Linked DNA regions of Mus musculus: region 1 is linked to region 2. A link is a contact called in public HiChIP or PLAC-seq data. All regions are on one chromosome and are shown on one strand. The core of a region is the stretch at or near the end of the contact, and the rest is flanking DNA. Distances in the headings are between cores, read along the strand shown. Region 1 holds the start of Arl6 (ADP-ribosylation factor-like 6). Region 2 overlaps Crybg3 (beta-gamma crystallin domain containing 3).

Evidence for each region. HiChIP or PLAC-seq counts read pairs in DNA pulled down with a chosen protein or histone mark.
Region 1: a BATF HiChIP or PLAC-seq map of CD8 T cells shows a contact between it and region 2, with 8 read pairs. The contact joins the promoter of Arl6 here to the enhancer-like site in region 2. A contact is called at or near these places in 8 of 39 promoter capture datasets (3T3-L1-derived adipocytes, the C10 cell line, the HPC-7 cell line and 4 more), 4 of 484 Hi-C or Micro-C datasets (8-cell embryo, CD4 T cells, embryonic stem cells and 1 more), 6 of 115 datasets of contacts at active chromatin or transcription factors (CD8 T cells, bone marrow-derived macrophages, embryonic stem cells and 2 more) and 3 of 9 other capture datasets (adipose tissue, liver and pancreatic islet).

What each region holds. Positions count from the first base shown.
Region 1 is chr16:59,634,355-59,640,619 of GRCm38.p6, reverse strand. It overlaps Arl6 (ADP-ribosylation factor-like 6), which reads left to right and starts at 1,281. Exons shown (of 8, transcript NM_019665.3): 1 at 1,281-1,690. 4930547E14Rik (RIKEN cDNA 4930547E14 gene) reads right to left here and starts at 3,675. Exons shown (of 3, transcript NR_040564.1): 1 at 3,435-3,675.
Region 2 is chr16:59,512,948-59,519,718 of GRCm38.p6, reverse strand. All of the region lies in intron 17 of Crybg3 (beta-gamma crystallin domain containing 3), which reads left to right. Among named protein-coding and RNA genes, the nearest start is that of Riox2, 45 kb to the right of the region's middle. Within about 2 kb of position 1,973, at least 96 of the 459 cell types and tissues checked have an H3K27ac peak or open chromatin away from gene starts, as enhancers often do. A contact at or near this core is called in CD8 T cells, the HPC-7 cell line, bone marrow-derived macrophages and 1 more, where this site is marked.

The sequences.
Region 1 (6,265 bases), core at 32-2,531, 120 kb before region 2:
TCACAACGAAGGAAGCTTATCTATTGAACACGTGCTATCTATTGGTCAGACATGCATACTTTTTTCTTTCCTTTGTCCTCAAAACCACTAGATTAGATACATTTTTGAAGACAAAGATGAAATATACACAAAGGGTAATTTTACTAGACCACAGAGTATAGTATATTTCCATTTTCTGTTTTAACAAGGGCATTTATGTTACTACCTTTGGATGTACAAACTATAGAAGTTTTGTTCACTCAGTCTGGTTTTTGCCTTACAAGAGTCAGGAGACCAGAACTAGACCTTACTCCACATTAGGAGTACTAAGGAATTTGGAAAGGCACCAGAAAAGCACTCTACCGCAGTGCATATACCAGTGTCTTAACCACTATCTCTTTGATGGAATTCCTTTCAGTTTCTTCACCCTACTCCAAGTCCAAATAATCGGCCAGCTTCCTTAACGGGCAGAAAAACAAGTATGGTAGTTGAACATACTAACTGGTAAAACCAGTAAAGTAACATCCCACATTTATGCTAACAAGTGATATGAAGAGATGAAACTTTTCAAATACAAGTTTGTCATGCAGTCATTCATTGAGGAGTAGGATGGGGGAAATGGCTAGTTTGAAGTCAAAAAAAAAAAAAAAAAGTAAAAATAAATAAAATAAAATGTAGATCTTTAATTGTTGCATCTGTAGCCTGTCTGTTGGGAACAATGCAAATGGGCGGGAAAGTGTCTATCTAAAAAACTTTCAATTAGCACAAATTATTTCTATTGCTATAAACTCCAAGTGATTTTAAGAACGGTAACTATCAAACTCTCTGATCCACAAACTCATGTCTGGTGTTAGTTAATATCCGGGACAACAGACAGCTAAGAACTAGGGACAGGGTCACACTTCCTTTGCCAAATAATGTTTCTGTTTTTAAATACTGACTGGTTTTGACCAGTTTCCCTCTCCTGCCTGTACTTACAACTGTATTCTGCAGAGCTCGCTCGCTCGCTCTCAGGCCTAGCTGAGCCTAGGAAAGGCTCTGTGTAATGGGAGTAGCATATCTAAGTAGATCCTTTCCCTGCCTCACGCCGCCCACGACGAGGGCGGTCAAGCCAAAACATTGCCACCCACAGATATGGCAGTCCGGCCAAAAGCGCTAACCAGAACCCCGGAGGCCAGCAACCAGCGATGCGCGCGCAGCTAAGGCCGCCCCGCACGCCTCCCGGCAGGCTGTGCGCGCGCCTCCAGCTCCCTTGCGTCCCAGCAGCACGGGAGCTACCACTCGGCTCCCAATGCAGTGGCGGCTCCCCGTGTCTTCCGTGCTCACACTCTCGCTAACAGAGTTCCTCTGCGGGAATCAGGCCATTAATTTTTTTACCCAGAGCTCTCCAGCCGCAGAAAGGAGAACCTGTGGGCGGACACCTACGACGCCCGGGTGGGCGTGGCTTTGGGACCGGAAGAAGCTCCCGTTGCCAAGGGAACGCCGCGCGCCGGGGCGCCTGCTCAGCCACTGATGCTCGCATCCTGGGTGAACCGGCTGTTTCTCCCAACTTGTAGAAGGGGCTGTGCTTGGGACAAGGGAACCTTCCTACGGAGGCATAGAGAGGAAGGCTGAGGCTCCGGGGAAGATCCCACCGCGGAAACGGGTACAAGAGTGCGTCCTTTCCTGTCCTTGTCAGCCCCTTGGCCTTTGGATTGGCGTCAAAGATCAGGTACCTCCATCCGCACCCCGCTTTTTCTCTCTCTTCACCATCATCTGTGTGTTCTCTTTCAGCTCTGTTGGGTATGATTTTTCACGCCATCAGCTTCACCCTTGATAACATGAACACGACCTTTCCACGGTGTCTGTAGCGCTGTGGAACCGGCGGCAGGATCCACTAGTTCAAAAAGTTCCCGCTACCTGTTCGCAGCCATTTCCACCCTGGTAGACAGAGAATACCCGCTCCCTGTCCGATTTAGAATTACTCTAAACTATTACCCGTATTTTTGAATCTAAGTGAGTTAGATCATCTCTCATCTGTGAGAGATGGGGAAAAAATTGAGTTTATGTGATGTATACCAAGGAGCTTCGAAAATGTATTGAACTGCTTTGGGCCAATGCTGTTTGCTTGTTTGGTTGACTTTAACGCTGCCCAAGACGGACCTTTTTATATGATGTATGAATAATTTGGTTGAAATTTCATCATCAAATTTTCTAACTTAATAAGATTGTTTTATTGGGGTAGTAAGAATGTTCAACAGCCCACACTACTATCATGTTTAAAGTAGCATTTCTGGCGTTTTTCTCTGTCTCATCTCATCTTTCTCTGCAGCTTAACGCTAAGGTCTTAACATGTGGATAACATGTTAAATCTTCAGTGCTTTTCTGGTAACCACCTAATCCTTTGGAAAGCTGATTCTTCTCAGAAAGCAGCTCAGACACCTAAGTGTTCTTGATTCAAGAACAGGAGTTGTTTCATTTTAGCCAAGTTTACTTTAGCTATCAATTTTGCCAGCGTTATACAATACATACAGTAAGACTTTTTAAGCTGAAGGTATATTTTGTTCCTAATCTAGCGAATATGCTGGGTTTTCTTTTCTTTTTTCTTTTTTTTTATCCTTTAAGGCATAGTTTACGTCAGTATCAACTTTATACCATGTTCTCTCTCCTCTCCCCCCACCTCTCTATGTAATAATTGTTCATGTTGTGTAGTACCTGTTGAATCCAGAATGTGTGACCAGCCCTGGAATTGGAGTTACAGGTGCTTGAGAGCCTCAGTCAAACTCTGGTCCCCTAGAAGAGCTGTGCGGTCTCTGCTGTTAAGAGTATAATTTTTATTTATTTTTTTCTTTTTTGTTTTACAGTGCCTGAGATTAAATCTAGGGCTTTGCACATTGTGGGCAAGCACTTTACCATTTTGCCACATAACCAGTCCCTAAGATTATACTTTTCTTTAGAAAATTTTAATAGACATGAGTAGGGAAAGAGATTATAAAGCTAATTGTTTCCCTAATTTCAACCCTGTCACACTTGTTTTGGGTGTTGTGTAAATTTTTAATTGGTAGTAAAAATGTAAACCCTTAAGCAAAAGCCCAATTGCTTTACAAGAGTCTTCCTAAGTGTAGAAGTTTGCTGAGAGTTTGGGACTGGGCAAGTTTTTGCTTGAGTTTTTGCTTAATCTAATTGTGTGATGTTTTTATTTGTGAGTTCATTACAGTGAGGTGATTTTATTGGTAAGAACTTTTAAACTACTATTTGGAAGAAATTCAGAACCAATGAGAGGATGAAAACTGGCTGAGAGTGTTTTGTGATGTGTGTTCTCAACTTTTATGATCCAACTCCAGATCTTTATGGCTTACTCCCCATGCTCCAGATTCTGAGTCCAGCTCACCCTGCTCTTCTCTCTTATTGACTAGCCAGGCTTCCTCGGTCACAGCGGGTTTTGTTTCTTCTTAAAGAACGTTTTATGGACTTACCTCAGAATAGCTGTACTTAGCCTTTGGAGAACTTTGTTGTACCTAAGAACTTGCTTTCTCTAAACTTAAAAAAGAAAAATAAGGAAATGGAAGAAGACAATAAAATCAGCAGCGCATCAGTCCCCCAGAAGCCCACTTTCAGGGTATAGTTCCCCTTCAAAGCTGAAGAAACTGGTAAATCTGAAAAGGGGACGTTAGAGAAAGGAAGCTTAGTGTTTCACATGACAAAGTATAGGGATATGTGAATTGAGAGATGATGTCACAAACAGACCAATAGAATAGATCAGGTTTCCCAGTTTGTGTGAAGTTGAAATATTTCCCCAAAAAGGTTCTTGTGAACAAGTCCTCACAGACAGTAGTACTTTCTTTGTCCATCTCTTGGAGCTTTAGAGATAGTATCAGCATATTAAAGAATAATGCGCTGTAGAAGCTTATATAAAATTTCTCAAGCATCAGTGACCTTGAAATTTTTCTTAGAAGTAATCCCTAAGAATTCGCTTCCAGAATATAGTTTAGAATGTACAGAGAGCCTATTGCTAGATCCAAACACATATAAGAATATAAAATATAAAGAAAAGGGAGGGGCAGAAGGACAGCCAGTTCTCTGAATCAGCTCTCATACCCAAGTACATTTCAGGAAAATTAGAATTTAAAACCTGAAAAATTAACTACAGATGAAAGAAACAGAATATTAGTTAATATGCTCAAAATACTGAAGAGAAGGAAATATTTCTAGACCTAAAACTAAAGAAAGAAACCAAAGAAAACCACCAATGTCATCAGATAAAAGCCCCGTCTTATAAAACAATTGTAATAAAGTAAATTTTAATTGATTGAGATAGTTTGCAATACATATGCATGGAATATATACATGACTACATACAGTAATCAAAGCAGTAGCCACCAGATATGACAAGCAGCCCATGAGAGAAACACTAATAAAAAGCAAGTTTCAGTGATATTCAGTTTTATTAGTGATAGAATAAACCAAATTTAAACACTGCTCTGGTAGGGTTTTTCATGTTGCACATAAAAAAAATTGAAAAGCTCTTTAAAATTTTATATTCCCAAATATTTCAATAATAAATCTCAGGTATTTGAGAAAAATGATAGAAAGTCACAAAAGATTGTGGACAATGAATATCTATGATAGTACCTTTTAACAATCAATGCCTTGTAGTACTTACACAGAGAGGAGACATGAAAAACAGAGAGGTTGTAATTTTGAAAATATGTTAAAGATTATATGGAAAATAAAAAAAACATAGAAGCATTATATTAACATACTTCCCCCTATAGGACTTAATAGCCAATTCCAACTAAAATGATAAATATGAATTGTTTTATGTAGCAAAGAAAATTTAAGATAGATTCATCAAATTCCAACTCCTAAGTTGGTATTCAAAGAAATGTTTTGAAATGGGCTTTGAATTTCTAATATGAAAAGGTTTGAGCGACTACGCAGGTTAAACCCATCCTGATCCTTAGGATAAGAAAGAGATCTGCCCATTAGGTGTGCACTGCTTCTTGAAGGCACATCATTGAAAGTTGATGTACTTTATACTGATAGCGCTCTCCCAAAAGTAATAAGCAGAATGTCAGCGATGCAGTCACTTTTCTTATGCATTTGACTTACTACTGATAGCCTTTCCTTCACGTCCTTTGCTTGGGATGGCATAGCATAAAAGACATTAAAGGAGTTGTAACGTGTTTGAGTTTTGTGACCTTAAATGAACATGAGAATTAATAAAGTGAATTAATGTTTCAAGAACTCTAGAAATTAATATTCAGAGAGCAAAGAAAAATACTAAGTAGACATGTATTGTGGCAGTGTCGGTAGTACTGGGGTGGTTGGTAAAAAGTATTTTTCTTCTATCATACAGTAATATTTAGGGTTTGATGACACCAAATGAAAGACCCTTAAAGAGCTTCATTTGGAGATGTGAAGTGTAAATGTAACAGTACCATTGGGGGATAGGAACAGACACAAAGCTACACAAAGCAGGCGTTGTATTAGCAGCAGTTTTATTTGACTTCAAAGTAATTCTGCCTTGTATTGCTTTAGTGGGTGGCTCATTTTGTTGTCATTTAAAGACTGCTCTAGACAGTTGAATAGAAAGTTTAATATAGTAACTTGTTTTTTAAGAATTTTATACTTGTATATAGTGCATTTTGAGCTTATCTACTTGCTATTCCCAAATTCCAATTCTTCCCAGGCCCCCTACCCCCTCTTGTATAATTCCTCCCAATTTTATGCTCTCTTCTCGCTTTTTTTTTTTAATAACCAGGAGGGTCCAATTAGTGCCACCCCAAGGCTCATGGGTGTGCAGCCATCTACATGGGCAACCAGCCAGTGGCCATGTCCCTGAAGGAAATTGACTCTCCTGGCAGCCATCCACTGCTAGCCTTTCAGATAGTGAGGTGGCCTCGTGAGCCCTCTATAGCTCCTGAGCTCACCTCATGAGCCCTAACCCAGGCTGGAATGTTGGCTGGCTTGGGCTGTTCTTGTGTGGACAACCAAAGCTGTCCATGGCAATGGCCCTGCCATGTCCAGAAGTCTCTGCTTGATGGCAGCTCCCTCCCCAGCTTCTGGCCTTTACAGTCTTTCTGCCTCCTTTTCCAGAATGTTTCCTAAGCCTTGGGAGGAAGAGTGTGGTGTAGATAAGTGTTTCGTTTAGAGCTGAGCCTTTGCAATTACTTATTCTCTGGATGTGGACTGGTTGTGAATCTTTATATCAACAACTATCCACTGCAAAAAGACCCTTTCCTGATAGGGGCCAAGAGTTGCATTCATCTGTGGGTATAATAATAAAAGTGTAGAGAGCGGCTTA
Region 2 (6,771 bases), core at 724-3,223:
ACCAATCTTGAAAAAGCATTGGAAAAGTAGGCCGTATTCACAGGGGGAAGGGATTGTATTTTTAAAGCACATTTTAGTGGTCATGTCAACTGAGATAATGCCTGGTGTCGATTATCTCTGAAAACAAAAGATGTCCTAAATACGAAAGTACCTTAGTAAAAAAAGTTTTTGAAAGATTTTTAATTTGGTGAATGGAATCAACTCAATTTTAGGTAATCTGTACAGAAGTAGATCCTAATGGCTGGAATGCTTGAAAAGTCTGTGCGGGGCATTTCTGCCCATCACGAGGAACATGTGAGACTGTTTCAGTCACCAAAAGGCTAGTATTTGAGCATGTATTTGGTTACAATAAGGTAGTAGGCATGTCAAAACTAGTGTACCTATGACAAATGAGCCATCCCTCCAGATCCCAGTCACATGCAGTTTCCATGTCTCCTTCCCACGGAGAGTCCTAGACCTCGGTCTTCTGTCTCCCCCTCCCGTCTGCTTTCTTTGTTGCTCCATAGCGATCTTAGAATGATATGCCTTTTTGTATGTAGCTGTGCCACTAGCCAGTGTGATCTAGATTCATCCTAGGAAATGTTTCTGTTTGGTTGCATTAAGTTTACATATAAGGCTATTCTGCTGGGTTTGTTTTGAATGATGAGCCCTGCAGCTATTGAGGGTATCGCCTGCAGTTCTGTGGACACGTTAAGACTAAGTGCCCAGTGCCTTAATGCTATCATATCACACTGAGAGCCTTAAGATTTCATTTTCATGTGGGATCAGCCTGTTCTATAAGTGACAGTTTTATCCAGGCTACCTTTTCTCTGTAGAGATGAAGGCTACAGTTGAGAGGTCCCTGGATATATGATCTGTAGTGTTGCAATGATTTCACTGTAGAAGGAGTTTCCCAGACTTGTTGCCCCACTAATGTGACTTGGGACAGACAGTCTCTTAATTTGTCTGGGTCTCAGTTAACACCTCGGAAAGAAACCAGTTACAGCAGGAATTATCGAACTGGTGACAGCTTTTAGTTCTAGTGCAGATAAATCGACTGGTAAATATAGTGAGCATGAAAAAGAAGTTGGCCCACCCTGGTTTTCACATGGTTAGAGGTAATATTGTGAATTAACGTTCACAGAAGTCCTCAGAATCTTTGTACTTTCTAACATGGGTGTTTACAAAATTTCTTTTTTAACTTTCCACATCTTCTTTTAGCCGTCACAGAGCCGTTGAGTAGCTTCTGTTTCAGACCGAGCACTGATTGTAGACACACACTTGTGTGTCTTACTGGTGGGTGGGTAGGATGGGATCGCCTTTGACCAGGGTCGTGGTTGTTTTCATGACAGTGGAGGGCAGGAGTCAGAGTCACATCTGGTGCTTCTGCAGAAACTCAGCATCGTGCACCCATTTCTGTTCAACGGATGAAAGCTTTTTAAGAAGGAGAGTCATCAATTGGCTTTTCTACTTCATTTTAGAGGACAGTTAAAGCTGACAAGATAATATTCAAATGGCACAGCGTACACCTAGGGAGGCAGGGAGGTGGTCTCTGTTATCAGGGAGGTGGTCTCTGTTATCAGGGTTTTGGCAATGAGGTGGTCACATTTAAAAGTCCTCAGTATATTCTTTGTCTGCCCTTGTCACAAAGCCAGCCTCCTTTTTAAAAAAAGAACAAAAGGACTGTTGGCCTAGAGGAGGTCTGGTGACCTGTCACATGAGGAGCATGGTACACCATAGACCGTGGTCCTAATTCCCTCTTAGATTTCCTGTAGGATTTACCATGGGGAACTGTTGGTTGTTGTATCAGTGTCTGAGAAAAGCAATGGCAGAGCAGGTGGTGCTGGCAAAGAGAACCGAGGCCTGGAGGTTTCGTCCAGATCTCCTCCAGCTGTAGCCGTGTGTATGGAAGCTGATGTGTTTGACAGTGTTCCTTAGTGTAAGTTTCAAGCCCCCTCGGACCGGGTTGGTGTCGGGTTGTTTCTCTGTAAGGGTTTTACCAACCTTGGTGATGGTTACCAGATGGCTTCCTAAGATGAAAGAGATCAACTGCTAGGTTTAAAGAAGCTTAAGTGTTTCGCTGAAACCACGGCCTTCTATATTTAGAAATGAGTGTATTGGGTGCGAGAGAGCAAGCTGACGACAGGAACCGCAAGCCTGGTGGCTGTGGCTTGCCCTGCAGCCTCCGGGAATAGAAAGCTCAACTGATTAGTGATGTGGGAGAGGAGAGTTTAAGGGCTTTCTCTTTTGCTTTGATTGGGGGTGGTGGCGGTGTTTAAACTGACTGAATTCTCTGTAGATATATTAAGAATACTGCACAAGAATGATTTTACTGAACATTCATTTATTCAACTTTAATTACTGAGTACTAATCATGTACCAAGTTTTTTAGTAAGCACTAAATAAAAGGTAGTAGAGATTAGTAAAGTGAACTCATGACATGAAATGCAGATTTCCTTATCCGCCTGCCCTGCCCTCCTTCCATGCGCGTTTTCTGGAAATCGTCCTTGGCCACGGTCTCTGTTAGCTGGGGGTTTCTGTTACTGATGGCTCTGTACCGCTCCCCTAGGCCACATAGTAGACTCCTTGCCTGTAGCCCACATAGCAGCCTGCTGTCCCCGACACCTCTCAGGTCCCCAGTGCGCCCTCCACAGCAGTGCTTGGGCATTCCGCTTTCCCTCTCAGGCGCCTTCTTTCATTCCCAGTCCTGTTAATGGTCATTATCATCACTATCCCACTCTGCTCCTATGGCAACTTTCAAACATCTAATCTGTAGCAAGTACTAGATATAATTGTTTTCTCTCCCTTCTCATTTTCCATCCCATTAAGGAATTTAGGAATATTCTTTCCCTCCCTCCCTCCCTCCCTCCCTCCCTCCCTCCCTCCCTCCCTCCCTCCCTCCCCTCCTTCTTTCCCTCCCTCCCTTCCCTTTCTCTCCTTCCCTCCCTCCCTCTCCCCTTCCCTCCCCCCTCTCTCATACACACAGATACAAACCACCATGAAAACCTCTTAACTCTTTCCCTCTGAGCTGTTCATTTCATTTCTTCCCTAAAGTTTTTGTGTGACTTTCTGGTAGTCTCTCATCCCCATTCCATTGTTGAGTCTCCTTCACCAAACTCTCCCCTTGGCTCCTGCCAGTACCCTTTATTATCTTTTTCTATTTTGCCCTGCATTGTGGAAACAAATGCACATTTTGCCTATGTCCTTTAGGATCTAAATTGGATAACCACGGGTGACCTCATGTTTGAAGTCTGTCTTAGTTTGCTTTTATCACTGTCTTAAAATACCACAACCAAGAGAACCTTGGGGAGGAAAGGATTGATTTTGACTTAAAACTCTGAGGTCCCACTATCACTGAGGAAAATCGGGGAAGGAACCCAAGACAGGAACCTGGAGGCAGGAACTGAAGCAGATGGAGGCCGTGGAGGGATGCTGTTTACTAGATTGCTCCTTGTGGTCTAGCTCAGCTTCCGTCTTATGTCTAGCACCACATGCTCAAGGGCACCACACACAGTGGCCAGGGCCACTTCAGCCTTTCATCAGAAAATGCCCCCATAGACTTGCCTACAGCCCACTACCATGAAGGCATCTTGTCAACTGGGGTTCTCTCTTCCCAGATGATTCTAGCTGTGCCGAGTTGACACAATTAAACAAGCCCCGCCCCAGCACTCAAACATTCATAATAGCAACAGACCTACCACAAGGCATTTTTTTTCTGTCCTAAATGGCCATTCTTTATGCTTCTAGCTGCTTTCTTGGGGTTTGTTTGTTTGTTTGTTTGTTTGTTGTTGTTGTTGTTGTTTTGCTGCTGCTGCTGCTGCTCCTCCTCCTCCTCCATCTCCCCCTCATTTCTTTCTTTCAAATCTCCCTGCATGTAGTCACAACTACTGAACTACAGTCACTGTGGATAAGCTGCATATCATTATGCTTGTTTTGAATTCTGTGACCTGTAGTCTCCTCTGCTTAGCCCATGGCCATAAAACTCAGGGTTTCATTATTTTAAAATTAGGACAGTGATCCAGTACTTCCAAATATAGTCAGGCAGGGCCTGTATCCGGTTCGTTCTTGTTTTCCAGTCTACTCCATAACAGGGGCTATACTTTGAGGTTGAGGTGGGCTTGTGTCTAATCTTCTTAAAATGTTCTGTGTAGCTTTGAAAGTTGAAGGATGTGGGGAAAACCATTTACCACTGTCATCCGTTGAAGAAGCGCTTTAAAACTGAGCATGCTGTTTTAAGAATATTGGGCACAGACATGAGAGCAGGACACCTGAGCAGTTATTGGCTGTGAGCTGAGCTGAGTGTGAGCTTCAGACAGCCACACTGAGACAAGTAAATGCTGGCCCAGTGTCTTGTTGGGCAACCTGTTGACTACATTACCACGGGAGCAGAAGTCTACCCCGTGCTTTGACAGTGTCTCCATGGAGGCTTGGCATAGAAGTCTGGCTTTCTGAAATAATTCTTATCCTGGCAGCTACAAGCGGGCAAAGCCACAGAGACATATTGCAAGAGCCTGTATGAGAAGTTGGAGTGAAATTAGGATTCTGATGACATATAAAGTCTTCAGGAGAGTTAGAATAAGAAGACTATGTAGCATACAGTGTATATGTAACATACAGTATATAAACATTATATATGTATATATATAAGATATATGTGTGTGTATATATATATATATATATATATATATATATACATACACACACACACACACTGTTACAGAGACAGTTACCACTCACATGGGGGAAAAGCAATAACTAGGGTCTTGTACTCTAAACATAACCTAAGTATGAAAAGCCAATTTTATGAGTTAGAAGATATTACAGGAGATTCTTCCAGTGACATCAGAGCAGGATGGGCATCTTTTAGGTACAGAAAGCAGGAACTAGTAAGAAAAGAATTGAGAAGCAAACATGAGTTGATGCTGTTTGTCATGATCTATGTCTTATTGCTGTAAGTGAATACCACAGGCTTGGTAATTTACAAAGGAAAAAAAAAACACTTGTTTAGCTTATGATTGGAAAATGTGGGACGTGCTAGATACAGCTGCCTCTGGTGATGTCCCTTGGCTCTAGGGGCCTCAGGCAGCGGGGGAGGGTCACATTGGGTGAGGGAGTGAGCATCATGGCTATAATCTCTCCTCTTCCTATAGAGCACTGTTCTTTCTAGACTCAGGCCCAACTTATGTCCTTGTTTAAGCCTTAATTACCTCTTGAAGGTCCCTCTTCCAAACACCCACACTGATGAGTTTATACACACTTCCCACTTAATGTTGAAGATTGTTTCAGCATGAGCGTTGGTAGAGACACCGAAACTCAGCACTGCCGCAATAATTTGTTGAAAATGTGGCCACTGAGCCGGAACTCAGTCTTAGAATCCTAGAGGTCCGAAGTCTGAAATGGTCATCAGGGGTAAATTTAAGGTCCAGATAGGGCTGTTTTTCTTTTGTAAACCTCTAGGTAATAATCAGTGTCCTAAGCTCTTCTAGAGGCTGCCAGTTTTGCTTGATTCGGGGCCCTGCTGTCTCTGAAGCGTATCTGCCTGCTGCGGTTTATCTCTGCCCTCCTGCCTTGCTCTGAGGGGACCTTGTGGTTATACCTGGCCTACCTCAGTAAGCCAGCTTAAGATCCTTAGCCGCTAGTCATGTCCTTGAAATTCCCTCTTCCGTGTTAAATAACACTGTATTCACTGGATCCCAGAATTAGGATGCGCGGGGGAGGGGGGGTCGTTATGTTTCTTATGGTCAGATAGTCTGCGATAGCAGGCCAGAAGAATATGCTTGCAGCCTGTATTAACTTGTAAAAGGTTCATGTATAGAATGCAAGGAGAGAAAGTCAACAGAGGATACAAACCGGCCATTTATAGACGAGGATAAGATGGCTTAGGACATGCAGGAGATATTAAACCTCAAGGATGGTCACAGGAATACAAAGCAAAGCAACCATGAGACACTGTTATGCTACTTTAGATATAGGTACTTAAAAATGTGACAGTTCCAGAATTTGGTTAAATTGAGTAATTATAGGAAATGTAGATGATTGATAGGAATTCACTGTCTTACAATCCTAGAGGGAGCCGTGCAGATTAATATTATTCACATGCAGCTAGTGGGCGAAGTGCAGTTACAGTGGGGGCAGTGTGAGGGCATTCATTGTAGCACTGGGAGATAAAACAGTAGCACATTCAAATAATAAAGTATACAGCATAGAGTTAGCAGAAGGCAGCTGTGTGCGTGAACACTTTCAACACCAAAGGCAAGAAAAGCAGGCTACCTCAGGAACTGAGTTTAAATCAGCTGTACTCAATAGATCTCATTTGCTTAAATTTTTGGTACACGTTTTGTATATTGTTAAATACTATTCAGTACATGTTGCATTAAAATATTAGGCTTGATAGTTTCATGTTCAAGGACGTTTAAATGCTAGTACTCGTGACTCTATCATTCAGTGAGCCTAATAAATTTGTACACATGATTTGTCAATTAAAGTTAAAAAATACAAATGGGAAATCTTGATATAATACTTGTGGATGTTGGGTGGATGGTCAAATGTTATGTTATTTGCTCTTTCAGAAATGAATTGTAACTTATCTAAAAAGGGGGAGGGGCGCAGGCATGAAATAGTGAGACTTATTTTACTAAGATAGATGGAAAGGGGCTCTGTAGGGAGGGCTCTGTTGAAGTCTGCCTGGGTGTCTGAGAACTCTCGGCTCAGCTCTGACTCTGCCACTGATCTCTACCTGAGTGTTCTCAAGCCTGGGGTTTTCTCTCCGTCTTCACATTCTGATCTACTCAA